3 separate regions of the Mus musculus genome follow, and regions 2 and 3 are each linked to region 1. The links are chromatin contacts, called in public Hi-C and Micro-C maps. All regions are on one chromosome and are shown on one strand. The core of a region is the stretch at or near the end of the contact, and the rest is flanking DNA. Distances in the headings are between cores, read along the strand shown.

Region 1 (4,523 bases), core at 658-3,157:
TCTTTAGTCCCTTAGGGTGTGAGTCTAGGGAAAAAAAAATGGGAACCATGCAGAGGGGTAATAGATACTTAGAAGTGTGGAAAAACAGGGCGTGGTGATGCTCTCCTTAAACCCAGCACTTGAGAGGTAGACGATCTATGGGAGTTCCAGGGCAGCCAGTGATGCATTCATCTGGGCTCACTGTCCAATACAGGGGACAGGGAATAAATGTTAAGTGGGGATTTCTGCCCTCACCTGTGGCTTCATTATAGTACACAGAGATTCGGTCCAGCTGCAGGTCGCTGTCACCGTGGTAGGTACCGGTGGGGTCGATGCCATGTTCATCGCTTATCACCTCCCAGAACTGCACAGGGAAGAGCAACGAGGCCTCAATGTCTCAAGTCCTAAGGCATGCCTCCCGCCCCTCATTTCAATTCCAGACACGCTGAAACGAGGCTGAGGTGAAGACACTGCAATTCCGTTATCTGCTTGCGGAAGTCCCATGGAGGAACCTACGCGATGGAAGGCTAAAACCTTTCGGCATAGGACCGGTGATGGGTGGGTCAGGCGCTATAAACCTCTATGTGGGCGGATTGGAGCCCACCTATTTGGCTTTGCACCCAGGTTGGCTCCTGAAGCCAGGAACCGCCCTTCCAGGCCAGCACAAAAGAGTTGGGGGAGAAAGGTGCGGCCACTGCAGTCGCCCACCCCTTACGTGCTCCACGTGACTGCGGTGGCGGGCCGCTCCTCCAGCAAACCACAAAGGCGGGAGCAGCGCGGGCGGGGCCTAGCTCGAGGGGCGGGGCCAGTGCGCCCCCGCGGGTAGGGGCCGCATTGTCCCTGCGCGCCAGGGGCTCCAACCCCGCCCCCAAAGGGTCCCACCCTTCGGCTACAATTTAGCGGCCGCACTTCCTCCCTCCCCTCCCCCGCTACATTGTTAATTGCTAGCAAAAAAGGGGGAAAAATCTTTAAAAAGCCCCATTGCCTATCTTTATTCCCTTCCTTCCCTCTCCTTAGTCTCCCAGACAGTCTCACATATTTGAAAAGCTCACTTTCATACCGCTCACACCCTAAAGGGCAATGAAAAGTAAAAGTAGGCCCCTATACAGAGTCATTACCTAAAAAAAGCATTGGGATGGCGGGTTCGATGGAGTGTCCAAGCCTTTGTTGAGAGGTAATGCGCACCGGGCACCTCTGCAGCTGCCCGCCAAACCTCGCCCCTTCCCCCCTCCATTCTGTTCCAGTAGAGCCCTCCAGGCTGGGTGGGGGTGGCGCAAGGGGAAAACCTCGCCTCGGCTTTGTCTCGGATCGTTTCCGCATCCCTCCAGTCCTCGAACCGTTAGAAAACCCCTTTTAAGACCAGCTCTTCACAGTCCCTCAGCCTCTCCTTTTCCCTAAACTCGAAAGGCTCTTTTATTAGCTTTCCGAAAATGTGCCAAGAAAAACATTTCCTCATTTTTCAATATCAGAACGCTAGCTACAAATATGGGTTATATTTATACGTGAAAAACTTTGAGGGGCCAAATCTGACGGGTGGAGAATGCAAGAACTCCGTGAACAATGCTCACAATTAACACAGAATTCTCATCTTTACATATTTCAGCTAAAATTTTAAAGTCCTTACCTTAGCACCGATCTGGTTGCCACACTGTCCGGCCTGGATGTGCACGATTTCCCTCATGGCTACGGTTTACTGAAATAATTGTTTTTGATGGTTCCAATGTAGGTACCGAACAAGAAAGAAAATTAAGGTTTTTGGGGTTTTTTTCTTCTGGGCCGGTCTCAGACTGAAAGGATGGACCGGAGCCCGGGAGGCTGCAGCAGCGAGATGCAAGCACGACCGCAGGAAGGTTCTAAGAGGCAGAAGAGGCCGGCGAGCGCAGGAGGGAAGGCGCGCAGGGCGGGGCTCGCGTTCGCGCGGCCGGGGGCGGGAGATAGGCGGGCGCCCCGGGTCTTAGACAAAGCCTACCCAACCAGTCGCTGATTAGACCAACCGATCACGTGCCAGGCGGCCATTGGTTTCTGAGCCAGTGGCGAGCGCAGTCTTTTTTGGGAGTTGTAGTTCTCTATTGTTGTCCACGCTGCAAAAAGAAGTTAGGAATGGGTGGGTACTGTATGAGGAATTGGGGTTATCTTGTGTGTGTGTGATTTTATTTTTTCATGAAAAATGTCCTCACACGAGATTCCTATTTTCTATTCTGAGAGAGGATTTTGTACTAAAAGAGGTTTGGAGAAATGTAGTAATTAGGAGATCTGAGGTGCCAGAGTTGGAAGGTGTGTTGGACACGCCCTGCCAGCTGCCCACCGCAGTAGGTCTAGAAAAGCCAGACTGCATAGCTCAGCGGAAAATCCTGAGAACTATGTTGTCCTTCCCTGATACACAGTATCTAGTTCTTTGTGATCCCAAGACAGGAATTTCAGTAAGGCACAGCTCCCTCGCATCCCTCCAGAAGAAAGAATTACCCTTCTGTTTCCAAGGGAGTTGTCTCAAGGATTTTCAAAAGAGAAACAAAATTGCAAAGATCGTGGTGAAAACTGCATGGAGCTGATGTCCCAAAAGAATGAAGGTGTACTGGCTGGTTTTATGTGTCAACTTGACACAGACTGGAGTTATCACCGAGAAAGGAGCTTCAGTTGGGGAAATGCCTCCATGAGATCCAACTGTAAGGCATTTTCTCAATTAGTGATCAAGGGGGAAGGGCCCATTGTGGGTGGGGCCATCTCTGGGCTGGTAGTCTTGGTTCTATAAGAGAGCAAGCTGAGCAAACCAGTAAAGAACATCCCTCCATGGCCTCTGCATCAGCTCCTGCTTTCTGACCTGCTTGAGTTCCAGTCCTGACTTCATTCAGTGATGAATAGCAATGTGGAAGTGTGAGCTGAATAAACCCTTTCCTCCCCAACTTGCTTCTTGGTTGTGCAGGAATGGAAATCCTGCCTAAGACAGAAGGTGTATGTAAAATCTGCGTGGGATTTGGGCCTTTCAGACGACGCTGAAGACATTCTGGTCATCCTGTCAGGACAGGCTGTAGGGTGGACAGACTAAGAGAATGTCAGTCTTTAGACAGTGCCTCCCTCTCTCAGACACTTGCTTGAAGCAAGGGGATTTGTTTGTTTTTCCAGTTAAATGATTTTATTCATTAGGTGAGTCTGTGGCAATGTGCTGGAACTGAGCAGGAAGAAGGGAGTTGATTGAATGGGCTCAAGTTAGAGGCCTTAATGTTCTCTTTCCAGGGTTTCGAAAATTACTAAGTATCCTCAAAGCTTTAAAGGGATACAAAATGATTAATTAGAGCAAGAGTGGTTCACATGATTAGTCCCCGAATTCTGACTAGAAGGCAAGGGAAGTTCAAGGTCAACACCGGCTACCTAGAGGCTACCTAGACAGCTTGAGGTACAAGCTTTAGCTTCAGTCTCTAAATGAACAAATAGAAAGGAAAAATTAGATTGTGCCTGCCCAAACTCCCAAGAAATACGGATATTGAGACAGAAGGATCATTGCACTTTGGAGGCTAACCTAGTCTACAAAATGAGAGCCTGTCTTGGAAACACAACATACGTGGGGCTAGAGAGATGGCTCAGCAATTAAGAGAATTTGCCCTTCTCAGAACAGGTTCAATTTCTGTCACCCATAGTAGTAGTACACAGACATACATGCAAGCAAACTACCAATACACATAAAAACCTCTTTTAAAAAGAGAAACAACAACAACAAAGGGAAGGGTCTAGTAAGCAGTATCTAGAATGTAAGCAGTATCTAGAATGTAGTAAGCAGTATCTAGAATATAATCGTGTTGTACCAGTGAAAGGAAGGAGGATCCCTGTGAGTTCAAGGCTGACCTGCTAAGTTAGTTAGTTCGAGGTTAGCGGAGGCACATAGTGAGACCCTTCTTTGGCTTAAAGAAAATGAATCAAAGACATGCAATCAACATACAGCTCAAGTCATCTTTTAAATAAAAGAACATTTAACCGGGTAGTGGTGGTGTACACCTTTAATCCCAGCACTTGGGAGGCAGAGGCAGGCAGATTTCTGAGTTCGAGGCCAGCCTGGTCTACATAGTGAGTTCCAGGACAGCCAGGGCTACACAGAGAAACCCTGTCTCGAAAAACAAAAAACCAAAACAACAACAACAACAACAAAGAACATTTAAGTTACATCAATACTCCTTTATTCATTAAAAATATTTCAATTTTGGTTATGCCAACAATGAAAGCGATTATTGATTATTTCGTGCTACTTGAATTTGTCTCATTTACTTTAGGAACACGGATAAGTCATCCAACTTAAAGCTTCAAACGTCTGGCGATTTATTATGGACATATTGAAAAAACCAACGGGAAAGAACTATACAAGCCACTTTCCTGGAATACCTTCATGTTTTATTATAATGAAATAAATTATTTTATTATACTTTTCTCCTCTTTTGAAAGACGACGACAGACTTTGAGGTTTTAGCAAAACAGCTTGCTGTATTTAGGATCTTCCATTTAGGAAGATGACCTCAAAATGTCCGTCATTGGCCAGGCGTGGTGGCACACGCCTTTAA
Region 2 (4,867 bases), core at 1,370-3,869, 1.0 Mb before region 1:
AAATAATGCTGCTAATGCTGACGTGTTAAAAAAAAAAACAAGATGAGAAACTACTGGTAGGAAATTCTAAAAAGACATAGCAGGCTTAGGGCTGGTGGGATGTTTCAGTGGGTCAGGTGGCCTGCTGCTGAGCCCCAGGGCTTGAGTCAGCCCCTGAGATCCACGTGATGGGAGGAGGGAATTCAACCACACAATACCCTCTGACTTCTACACACACATGGTGGCATGTACACATGAACTTGCACATGCACACATATAATTTGGAAATAGAACATTAATAGGTAGCCCAAGCTGGCCTTAAGCTCACAGAGATCTGTCTGCCTTTACCTCTAGAGCAATGGGATTAAAGCCATATGGCAGTACACATGGCCAAAAATAATAATCAAATTTAAAATAATCATAAAAAAGATATAGGCTTAAATATGTCCCAGTCAGTCACCGTGGTGCATAGCTTTAATCTCAGCGCTCAGGAGGCAGAGGTAGGTGGGTCTCTATGAGTTCAAGGGTAGCCTGGTCTACAGACTGAGTTCCAGGTCATCTAGTGCTGCATAATAAGACCCATAAAAAGAAAAAAAAAAAAAAAAGTCCCAGTAGAGAATTTAAAACTGAGAAATGAAGACAATAAACTAAGACTTCAATGAGTGTGAAATACTTTAGTACAGCTGAATAAAAGACTATCGATCTGGGGTGGGAGCAATGCTCGGTGGCAGAGTAATTCCTGCTCTTGCAGAGCTCCCACATTCAGTTCCTAGCTCCCACATCTGGTGGCTCACAACCACCTGTAACTTGTACCTCCCCAGCTCCAGGGATCAAGTGCCATCTTCTGGCATCTGAGAGTGCAAACCCACATGTACACACACCCATGCTCACAAGCACATAGCCACAAGCAAATGAAATTAAGCTTTCTGAACAGATTATTAATCTAAGATGAAACTAAACAGTACAATTATAAAAGAAAGCCCAAAACTATTGAACATGGAAGTGTCTGAAGGGGTTCAAAGAGAAGATGTCTATGTAATTTCAGTGCCAGAAGAAAGCAATGAGAGAGGACAAGAGAAATTTCTTAGAGCTGGTGACAGGGCTGAGGAGGTGACTCTGCTGTCAAGTCTGCTGACCCAAGTTCAATCCTCCCCTCTCCAAAGAAAGAAGAGACTCCCTCTAGTTAACCTTCTGACTACTGTAAACCCCAGCATTAGGGAGATGAAAGCAGGAGAATATCAAGTTTAAGGCAGTCTGGGCTACAAATTAAGACCTTGTCTTAAAACAAAACTTGTGCAACTCTGAAAGCTTTTTGTTTAAAGAAAAAAAAAAAAACAGTTATAGAAAAGGAAGCACAGGGGCCATGGCCTGAGGAGGAGGTCAGAAGTCACCTGCAGGAATCAAGGTCAGAAACTCTGTAACAATATAAGGACAAAGCTAAGCAAGAAGGATCTGTGACAGCCTCTAAGGAGGAACTGCCCTAGTTAAAAGGAGCCCAGAGAGGTATGTAGCAGCAGAGAGCCGTTCACAGTGTTCTGACCTTCAACTCAGGCAGAGGTCTGAGAGTTCCTATAAAACAGAGACTGAAATCTGCCCACTGTGGATTTTTTTTGTGTGAAGAGACATGGCCCTGGCTTTCAATCGCCTTCTAAACTTGGCCACGAGGTTACATCACTCCTCTAGTCTCCCTAAGTATCTCATTTAGCCCCTATGCCTTGTGCACCACAGCCTAGAATGATCTGCAGCGTCATAGCCCACTGTCTCATACATCTATAATCTGCAACTCAGTGTACGCACATCAGGCAAGCAGCTACTCGGTGCCTCCCTCCTCTAGTCAATCCCCTAATCACTAACTGATCACTTGGGAAATCTGGGAATTAACACTAGACTCATCTCTCTCCTTCAGTCAATCTCTCTCACCGGTGACCTTCAGTACACCTTTGTCCGCGCTCACTAACCTTCTCTAACAGCCATCACCTGTCAGATGTGACATCTGCCTGCAGTTCCAAACCCCTGGGATTTGCTCTGCATTTGCCTTGGCCTAACGCCTGCTGACGGACGACTGAGTGTCTGAGCGACAGGGACTTGGCGAGTGCCCTCGAGGCTGCGGGTCGGAGGGCCGGGGCTGGTGGGGGGGGGACACGCCAAAGGTCTCCAAGGTGCTCACCAGTTGTAGGTCGGCCACCGTCCGGTCTGGCACCAGACTGTACACTTGGCTCCTCAGCGCGATGGGCGGCAGCGCATCCTCGAACAGCCCCCGGGGAAACAGCTTCACGAGCTCCTCGATGGCCTCGCGCGCCGAGCCTGTGGTGGAGCAAGCGCGTGGTCAGGTCCGGGTGGAGAGCGAGGGTGGAGACAGCGCGGAGGTTCGGACGCCCCAGCCCTCAGAGTCGCTGCCCAGCGCCTGGGTTGCCATGGTTACTACCCTAGGTCCTCCTCCTCCTCCTCCTCCTCCCCCCCCTCCTCCAAGGGTGGATACCCTCGGGCTTTCCGCGCCCAGGTTGCCATGGTTACCTGCTCTTGTTCTTAAAGGATCCGCTCTCACGGGCCCCGGCGCCCGCCTCCGCTTCACCCCAAAAGCCTCAGACGCCAGGAGCCGTCTCTTGCGATTCATAACCCGGATTTCAGGATTCCGGGAAAGGAGTCCCGAAGACCGCGTCTTCCGGCACAGAATAATGACGACGGGCCCTCTGGCTGGTCGTCTGAGTTTGATGACGAAGGCAGCCTCACTTCCGTCGCCCGCACCGCTGCTGATTGGCTCCCGACCAGAGCGCTCACTGGGGCGCGCCGAGGCGCGAGTGGCCCGCCTGGGTTCCCGCTCCGGTGCAGACGGACCTCGCCCACTCCGACGCTGAGGGCGGATGAGAGCGTCATCAGAAACAGCAACTCCGTGTTTGCATCCTTCTCCGGCTTCTGACGTGCGGCCCTGACGCCGTAGCCTCGAGGAGGTGGAGGTCGGTCAGGGTGGGGAGCTTTGAGGTAACCAAGTCTTAGCTTCAACCCCCAAACTCCTCAAGCTCGCCGCGTTCGTTGGTCCGTGGGTGGGAACGAGGCGCCCGGCTCCTGACACGCAGAGCCCAAACCTGGAAGCTCACTCGCTCCTTATCCACTGGAAACGCTTTCCTCGCAGGACCTCATGGAACCCAGAGGGACTAAGAGAAAAGCGGAGAAGACAGAGGTGGAAAAGCCTTTGCACAAACTCCCCCGGGCAGTCCCTTTACTGCGGACACAGCCCTCTCTGTACTCGGGACCCTTCCCGTTCTACCGGCGTCCATCCGAACTGGGCTGCTTCTCCCTGGACGCACAACGCCAGTACCATGGAGATGCCCGAGCCCTCCGCTACTACAGCCCCCCTCCCATCAACGGCCCAGGCCCGGACTTTGACCTCAGAGATGGATACCCTGACCGATACCAGCCCCGGGACGAGGAAGTCCAAGAGAGGTTGGACCATTTGCTGCGCTGGGTCCTGGAACACCGGAACCAGCTGGAGGGGTGAGCCCGGTGCAACGCAGAAGCTGACCTGGTGACCCGGCTTTCTCTTCTGAAGTTGGGAAAGCCAAATGGTCTTTAGTGGGGACTTTGAGTCAACAGAAGTAAAACTCGAGTCAGACCATAAACCCCGCATTCTTCCCTCCCAGGGGTCCCGGCTGGCTGGCAGGGGCCACGGTGACATGGAGAGGGCACCTGACAAAATTGCTGACCACGCCGTATGAGCGGCAGGAGGGCTGGCAGCTGGCAGCCTCCCGGTTCCAAGGGACACTGTACCTAAGTGAGGTGGAGACCCCGGCTGCTCGGGCCCAGAGGCTTGCACGGCCACCCCTCCTCCGGGAGCTCATGTACATGGGCTACAAATTTGAGCAGTACATGTGCGCAGGTGAGAGTCGTCGCAGCCGTGCGGTCCCTCTCCCCTTCCACAGAGGTCGAGATCCCCTTCCTCTGCTGCTGCCTTCTCTTCTTGTGCAGACAAACCCGGAGGCTCCCCAGACCCCTCTGGGGAAGTTAACACCAACGTGGCCTACTGCTCTGTGCTACGCAGCCGCCTGGGAAACCACCCTCTCCTGTTCTCCGGGGAGGTAGACTGCCTGAACCCCCAGGCTCCTTGCACACAGCCTCCCTCCTGCTACGTGGAGCTCAAGACATCCAAGGAGATGCACAGCCCTGGCCAGTGGAGGAGCTTTTACAGGTTCTGGCCGGGGCCGGGACTGACGGGGGGGGGGGTTGGGGGGGGGTTGGGGGGGGTTGGGGGGGGTGGAGGGTCCTGCTGACCCTTTGCCTCTCCCGTCAGACACAAGTTGCTGAAATGGTGGGCTCAGTCGTTCCTCCCGGGGGTCCCACATGTTGTTGCCGGCTTCCGGAACCCAGAAGGTTTCGTCTGTTCCTTAAAGACCTTTCCTACCATGGAGATGTTTGAAAATGTCAGGGTAAGGCAGGTGTCAGAGTGGCCATCTGTTTCCCCACCCCCTGTACCAAGTCCTCAGACCCAGTGCCCCTTTGCCACCTGCCTTTTCCTCTTTCCACCCCCAGTCTTCTGCCTCTTGTGCCCCCTCCAGAATGACCGAGAAGGCTGGAATCCCTCTGTGTGCATGAACTTCTGTGCTGCCTTCCTTAGCTTTGCCCAGAGCACAGTAGTCCAGGACGATCCCAGGTAAGGCCTTCATGTTTGTGCACTGCCTCTGGATCCCGGCTCAATCTCTGGCTTCACCCCACACCTCTGTCTTCCACAGGCTTGTCCACCTCTTCTCCTGGGAACCTGGTGGCCCTGTCACTGTGTCTGTCCATCGTGACGCACCCTATGCCTTCCTGCCCTCATGGTATGTGGAGACTATGACCCAAGACCTCCCACCACTCTCAAAGACTCCCTCTCCCAAGGACTGAGGACAAGTCTGGG
Region 3 (4,897 bases), core at 1,326-3,825, 1.2 Mb after region 1:
AAAGACAATGTCTTCAGGAAATCATCATGGCCCCTGGACTGATTTTGTTCTACGAGCATGAATCTAGCCACAAGCAGCTCCTCTCCTTCCTTCTCCTCCTTTCCTCTCCCGTCCTTTTCTCTCCATTCTCTGGCCTGATCTCTTTCCTCCTGGACAAAATATCTATTTTGTTTACAGTTTTGGATGTTTTACTCACTCATGTCATGGAGGGTGTCGTATGGGAAAGCACAGGAAATAGTGGAGCAGTAACAGGAAGCAGCCAAGGCAAGATTTAGTCTCCAGATACATCTTCCAGTGGCCTACTTCCTCCAACTAAGTCCTAGCTTCCACAGCTTTACAACCTCCCATTGGATTAGTCTATTCAAACTTTAAATCCACAAATGAATTAAACTATTCATGAGGTTGGAAACTTTATGACATAATTGTTTCTAGGAGTACCTACACACACACACACACACACACACACACACACACAGAGAGAGAGAGAGAGAGAGAGAGAGAGAGAGAGAGATGCTTTACCAATCTCTCAAGTTCATCAAGTTGATTGTTCAGACAGGGTCTCATAGTCTAAGCTAGCCTGAGACTGATTACGTAGCCCAGGATGATCCTTACTTAAAGTTTGCTATTTTCTTGTCTTAGCCCTTTAAGTGCTGGGATTAGAATTGTGTATGACTATGTCTGGCTCCCTATTCAGATCTCTCTCTATATAATGTGAACCCAAACTCTGGCAGGGAATCAATGACACACATCTAATGGTTTCCTAGTTAAGATAGAGTCTCAAGTAGCCCAGGCTAGCCTTGAACTCACTCACTATGTGGCTGAGAACTTTGATCCCCCCTTCATCCATCTTTCAAGTGCTAGGATGACAGGCATGTACTACCACACATGAGAGATGTTCTCTTTAGTAGTTGATAATTTTTTCTACATTCTTTAAATCAAGTTTTCACCTAGCGTAGAGGTGCTGAAACTGAAGAGGCGAGGCGACAAACCCAGTGCTATGCGGACGAGTGTAGTTAACTAAAGATTTATAGACAGAAGCATTTCTTAGACATCAGCGAAGCACGGGAAGAAGGATGCTGAGCTAGATAAAGGTGGAGTGCAGTGGGCTAGAATGTGCCTGGGCTTTCTCAAGAGGTTCTTAGCACATCAAACATCAGCTGGAAACAGCCTAGTGGCCAGCATAAAATGTTGAACCAACCTTTGTAAGGGTTTCATTTGTCCTATAGTGTTTGACTGTGTGCTGGGGCTACCTGCTGGCCAACATGGTGTTTCCACCTCAAGAATTAAGGACCAGAAGCCAGTATACACTCAATCACTGAGTCGAGGGGGTCTTGAATTCAAGGTCAGCATGGCTCCATAGTGAGTTCCTAGGAAGAGCTGTCTCTAAGAAAGTAAGTAAATAATAAATAAATAAATTATTTATTTATTTAAAGTTGAAGAACCTAAATCAGCTAATTATGGTTGCTCAGTTTTGTAAATAAGGTAATTTGAAGTCAGGGTGAGAAACAGTTCATTATTGACGGAAAGCGTGGTTTTTGTTTGTTTGTTTGTTCTTTTACCTCACTACAGGCCTGTTACATATGGATTGCTTCAATCCTTCTTCTTCTTCTTTTTTTTTTTTTTTTGGTTTTTCGAGACAGGGTTTCTCTGTATAGCCCTGGCTGTCCTGGAACTCACTTTGTAGACCAGGCTGGCCTTGAACTCAGAAATCTGCCTGCCTCTGCCTCCCAAGTGCTGGGATTAAAGGCGAGCGCCACCACCACCCAGCAACCTAGTACCTTCTATACTTTCCTATCACCCTCCCCAACTATGTTTGTGCTTTGGCTGCCTGAGACCTGGGTTAAGTGTTATAATTCCAATGGAACTTATTAAAAACAAATCCAAACAAACAAAAGAAAGGATTACAGAGAGAGACTGAAGTGAATTTGGTATGTGAAACACTAATACGACTTGACCGTGATGTGATACCTGTGAAGTGTCTGTATCTTTTTTTTTTTAATCATTATTTTTATTGTCCTGAGTCTGTATGAGTGAATGCCACATATGGGATGGTACCAAACGAAGAGTGTGGGGTTCCCTGGTTACAGGTCTCTCTGTGCTAGGTGTCCTGGAATCCTCTCTAACTACTGAGCTATCCTGTAACTATAGTCTAAGTCTCCTGTGCTTTCTTGGATTTTACTTTAGCTAAGATGTTGCTCCACGGCCCACTTTACTTGTCTGCGAAGTGTTCCAGTTTTTCTTTAGTCTTACCTTATTTTATTTGTGTGTGTGTGTGTGTGTGTGTGTGTGTGTGTGTGTGTGTGTGTGTGTGTGTGTGTGTGTGTGTGTGTGTTTTACTGTGTAGCCCAGGCAGGCGTGGAACTCACTTTCAGCTGCCTAGTACAAGGAATTACGGAAATTGAGTCACCCGTCCCTCCCACCACCCCCTACCCCCATCCCCCACTCCCATTCCCCACCCCAGGAGTAAATACTTATCTTAGGAAATGGAATTTCCTAGCGCAGCTGAGACCAGTGAAGACCAACAGTAGGCGGGACGAGAAGGCGTGGCATTCAGGCATTGGGCTTCTTCAGATCTAAATTTCTGACCTTGGCAGACAGCCACTTGAGATGTGTTACCTGCGGACGGAGCAGAACGGAAGCAGAGGGACAAAGTAGCGGATTCCTGACTTCTGGCAAGGGCCCCTTCCTGGGTTTCACGCCGCTGCGTTCTGGTCGAGGCTGGAACGCGCGCCCAGCCCTTTGTGTGGCTGTGGTCCGAGGCTACGGCTCAGAAGCCGAGCGCTGGGAACGGCAGGACTGCCGAGCCTCAAGTAGGGCTGTCGAGCGCGGTGAGAGCGTGCGGGGACCCGGGTGGAGCCGCTCCCTCGGTGGAGCCACGAGGGCCCGACACCTGGGTGGGAGAAGCCGCCTGGCTCCGCGGTGGAAAGGCTCACGTGGCTGAAACCTCGGGGGATTAGAGTCTGGGACCGGGGCTGACCGGGCAAAGCCGGCGGGCATTTCTTGTCAGATTGTGCGTGAGAGCGGCGGGGCCACAGATTTTAGAGAGCCGGACAGACGGGGTGTATTGTGGCAAGTTTGCCTGATCTTCCTGTCTTAGCTTCCTTTGTGCTATTGGGGCTGACTCCTCAGATTTGTGAAACAATGAATGGGCTTTAGTTGGAGGAGTGCACTCAGGGTTGAGAGACGTCTGCACAGTCCCTCCAGAAATTTACCCAGTGGAAGGGTGAGGCCAGGCCTGGCCCATCTCCCATGCCAGGGGGGTGGGAGTCGGGAGGGACGGGACCTGACCTCCGGCCAATCAACAGCCAAGTCTTATTTAGTCTCTTGCCTTCTCAGGGCTCCTGCACCAGGAAAGAACAATCAGAGGTAAATGAGTGAGGAGGTGGATGGAGGTACCCAACACCTGTCAGTCTCCTTAATCAGCCTGTATCTATATTAAAGACCACTCCCTGCTTTGTGTGAATGTGCAGCAGCTCCTGCTGCTGTTGTTGATGATGTTTTATGCTTTCTGTAGCCCAGGCTGTCCTAGAACTCCCGGAGATCCTGTCTCAGCCTTCCTAGTGTTTAGGTAATCGTCTAGGTCACCACGCATCTTTATGCTATTGTTAAGACTTGTTGATAAAGGGGTCTTTGCTGAGAATGGTTAAAGACAGGTCCTGGAAGACACTAGCATAGAACTGTATGGACAGGTCCTGGAAGACACTGTTTGGAATGTTTTTTTTTTTTTTTTTTTTTCCAACGGAAGAATAATGAGAGGTGAGACAGACAGAAGGAAGGAAGAAAATCAACCTCAGAATGCAGCTTTCCTGGCAACTTTTTTGGGGATCAGAGCTAGCGATTCCTTGAATGCCTTGTTCCTTGCTGGCACTTTCACGTAGCAAAAGAATTGAGAGGAAAAGAAAGGGCCACGAGTCTCTGTGCCTTTATGCTTCCCTGCATCTAGAGAGGAGAAATAGAAATTAAAAAAATTTCAGAGTGAACAAAGAATTTAAATGATATTGGGTTGTTATCACTGTGCTGTACATGTGATACTGGACTCACGCTGCCAAGACTTAAAATGATCCAAAATGATGGGATGGCCTTACATAGTCAGACAGCTTATTTTGGGGTTTGATTTAACTCGTCCCTAGACTAGTACTATGTGGTGCATAGGGATAGATAGATACTCTGATAGTCCTTTATGCTGGGTAGTAGTCACAGGCTACACTTTCCAGACAGCTAGTAGATCAGGAAAGGAAACTACACACTGTCAGTGTACTTTGTTACTAAGCTATAAGGTTCTGTTCGGTAGGCATATTACTTGCATTTCTGACCTAGTGACATTTTCAGCTTAAGAGGTCATCAAAGGCTAGGTCCATTGGAAATATCGTATCTATATATTAAACATTGAAGTCATGGAGCTAGGGGTATGCATAAGGCTCAGTGGCACTTGGTTAGCAGGCATAAGCTTCTAGGTTTGAGCCCCAGGATACCACACACACATTCAAATCACAGAATCTATATTTTAATTTCTGGTCCTGGAAGAGATATAAGCTCTCATCTTTCCAGTGAAATCAAGTCAGAGGATGAAGAGACAAAACTCAGAGTGGTATGTGACGCATTCAGGTATGTACTTTTCAGTGGTACTGAATCTAGAATTAAACTTTACTTTCCCGTGGATCACACATCCTAGAATGGATGACTTAACGCTTATTCTTGAGGTTTGTGAAAATGGAGCCAATTTACCTCTCTTGGTACTGCGGAGAAGGCTCTACCACAGTGCAGGAAGCTAGTAACTGGGTGCTACGGAGGCACTTATTCCTTACTCTCTCCCTTTGCTGATATTATCTATTTTTCTTAAACCTTAGATTTCTAGAAGTGGGCACCAACAAATTGTGGCTAGAAGCAGTCTGGAATA

What was found. A called contact is a pair of places that touch in the nucleus more often than the background predicts.
Region 2: a Hi-C map of B cells shows a contact between it and region 1, with 8 read pairs. The contact joins the promoter of Stk19 here to the promoter of Tubb5 in region 1. A contact is called at or near these places in 2 of 484 Hi-C or Micro-C datasets (B cells and olfactory sensory neurons).
Region 3: a Micro-C map of embryonic stem cells shows a contact between it and region 1. The contact joins the promoter of Zfp57 here to the promoter of Tubb5 in region 1. A contact is called at or near these places in 1 of 39 promoter capture datasets (cranial neural crest), 1 of 484 Hi-C or Micro-C datasets (embryonic stem cells) and 1 of 115 datasets of contacts at active chromatin or transcription factors (embryonic forebrain).

Annotation. Positions count from the first base shown.
Region 1 is chr17:35,836,394-35,840,916 of GRCm38.p6, forward strand. Tubb5 (tubulin, beta 5 class I) reads right to left here and starts at 1,908. Exons shown (of 4, transcript NM_011655.5): 1 at 1,604-1,908; 2 at 235-343. The coding sequence starts at 1,660.
Region 2 is chr17:34,834,284-34,839,150 of GRCm38.p6, forward strand. Stk19 (serine/threonine kinase 19) reads right to left here and starts at 2,620. Exons shown (of 7, transcript NM_019442.3): 1 at 2,494-2,620; 2 at 2,147-2,283. The coding sequence starts at 2,593. It overlaps Dxo (decapping exoribonuclease), which reads left to right and starts at 2,736. Exons shown (of 7, transcript NM_001163770.1): 1 at 2,736-2,933; 2 at 3,110-3,471; 3 at 3,618-3,853; 4 at 3,943-4,162; 5 at 4,265-4,400; 6 at 4,530-4,624; 7 at 4,704-4,867. The coding sequence starts at 3,116. The coding sequence ends at 4,854.
Region 3 is chr17:36,999,950-37,004,846 of GRCm38.p6, forward strand. Zfp57 (zinc finger protein 57) reads left to right here and starts at 2,576. Exons shown (of 5, transcript NM_001013745.2): 1 at 2,576-2,828; 2 at 3,337-3,366; 3 at 4,848-4,897.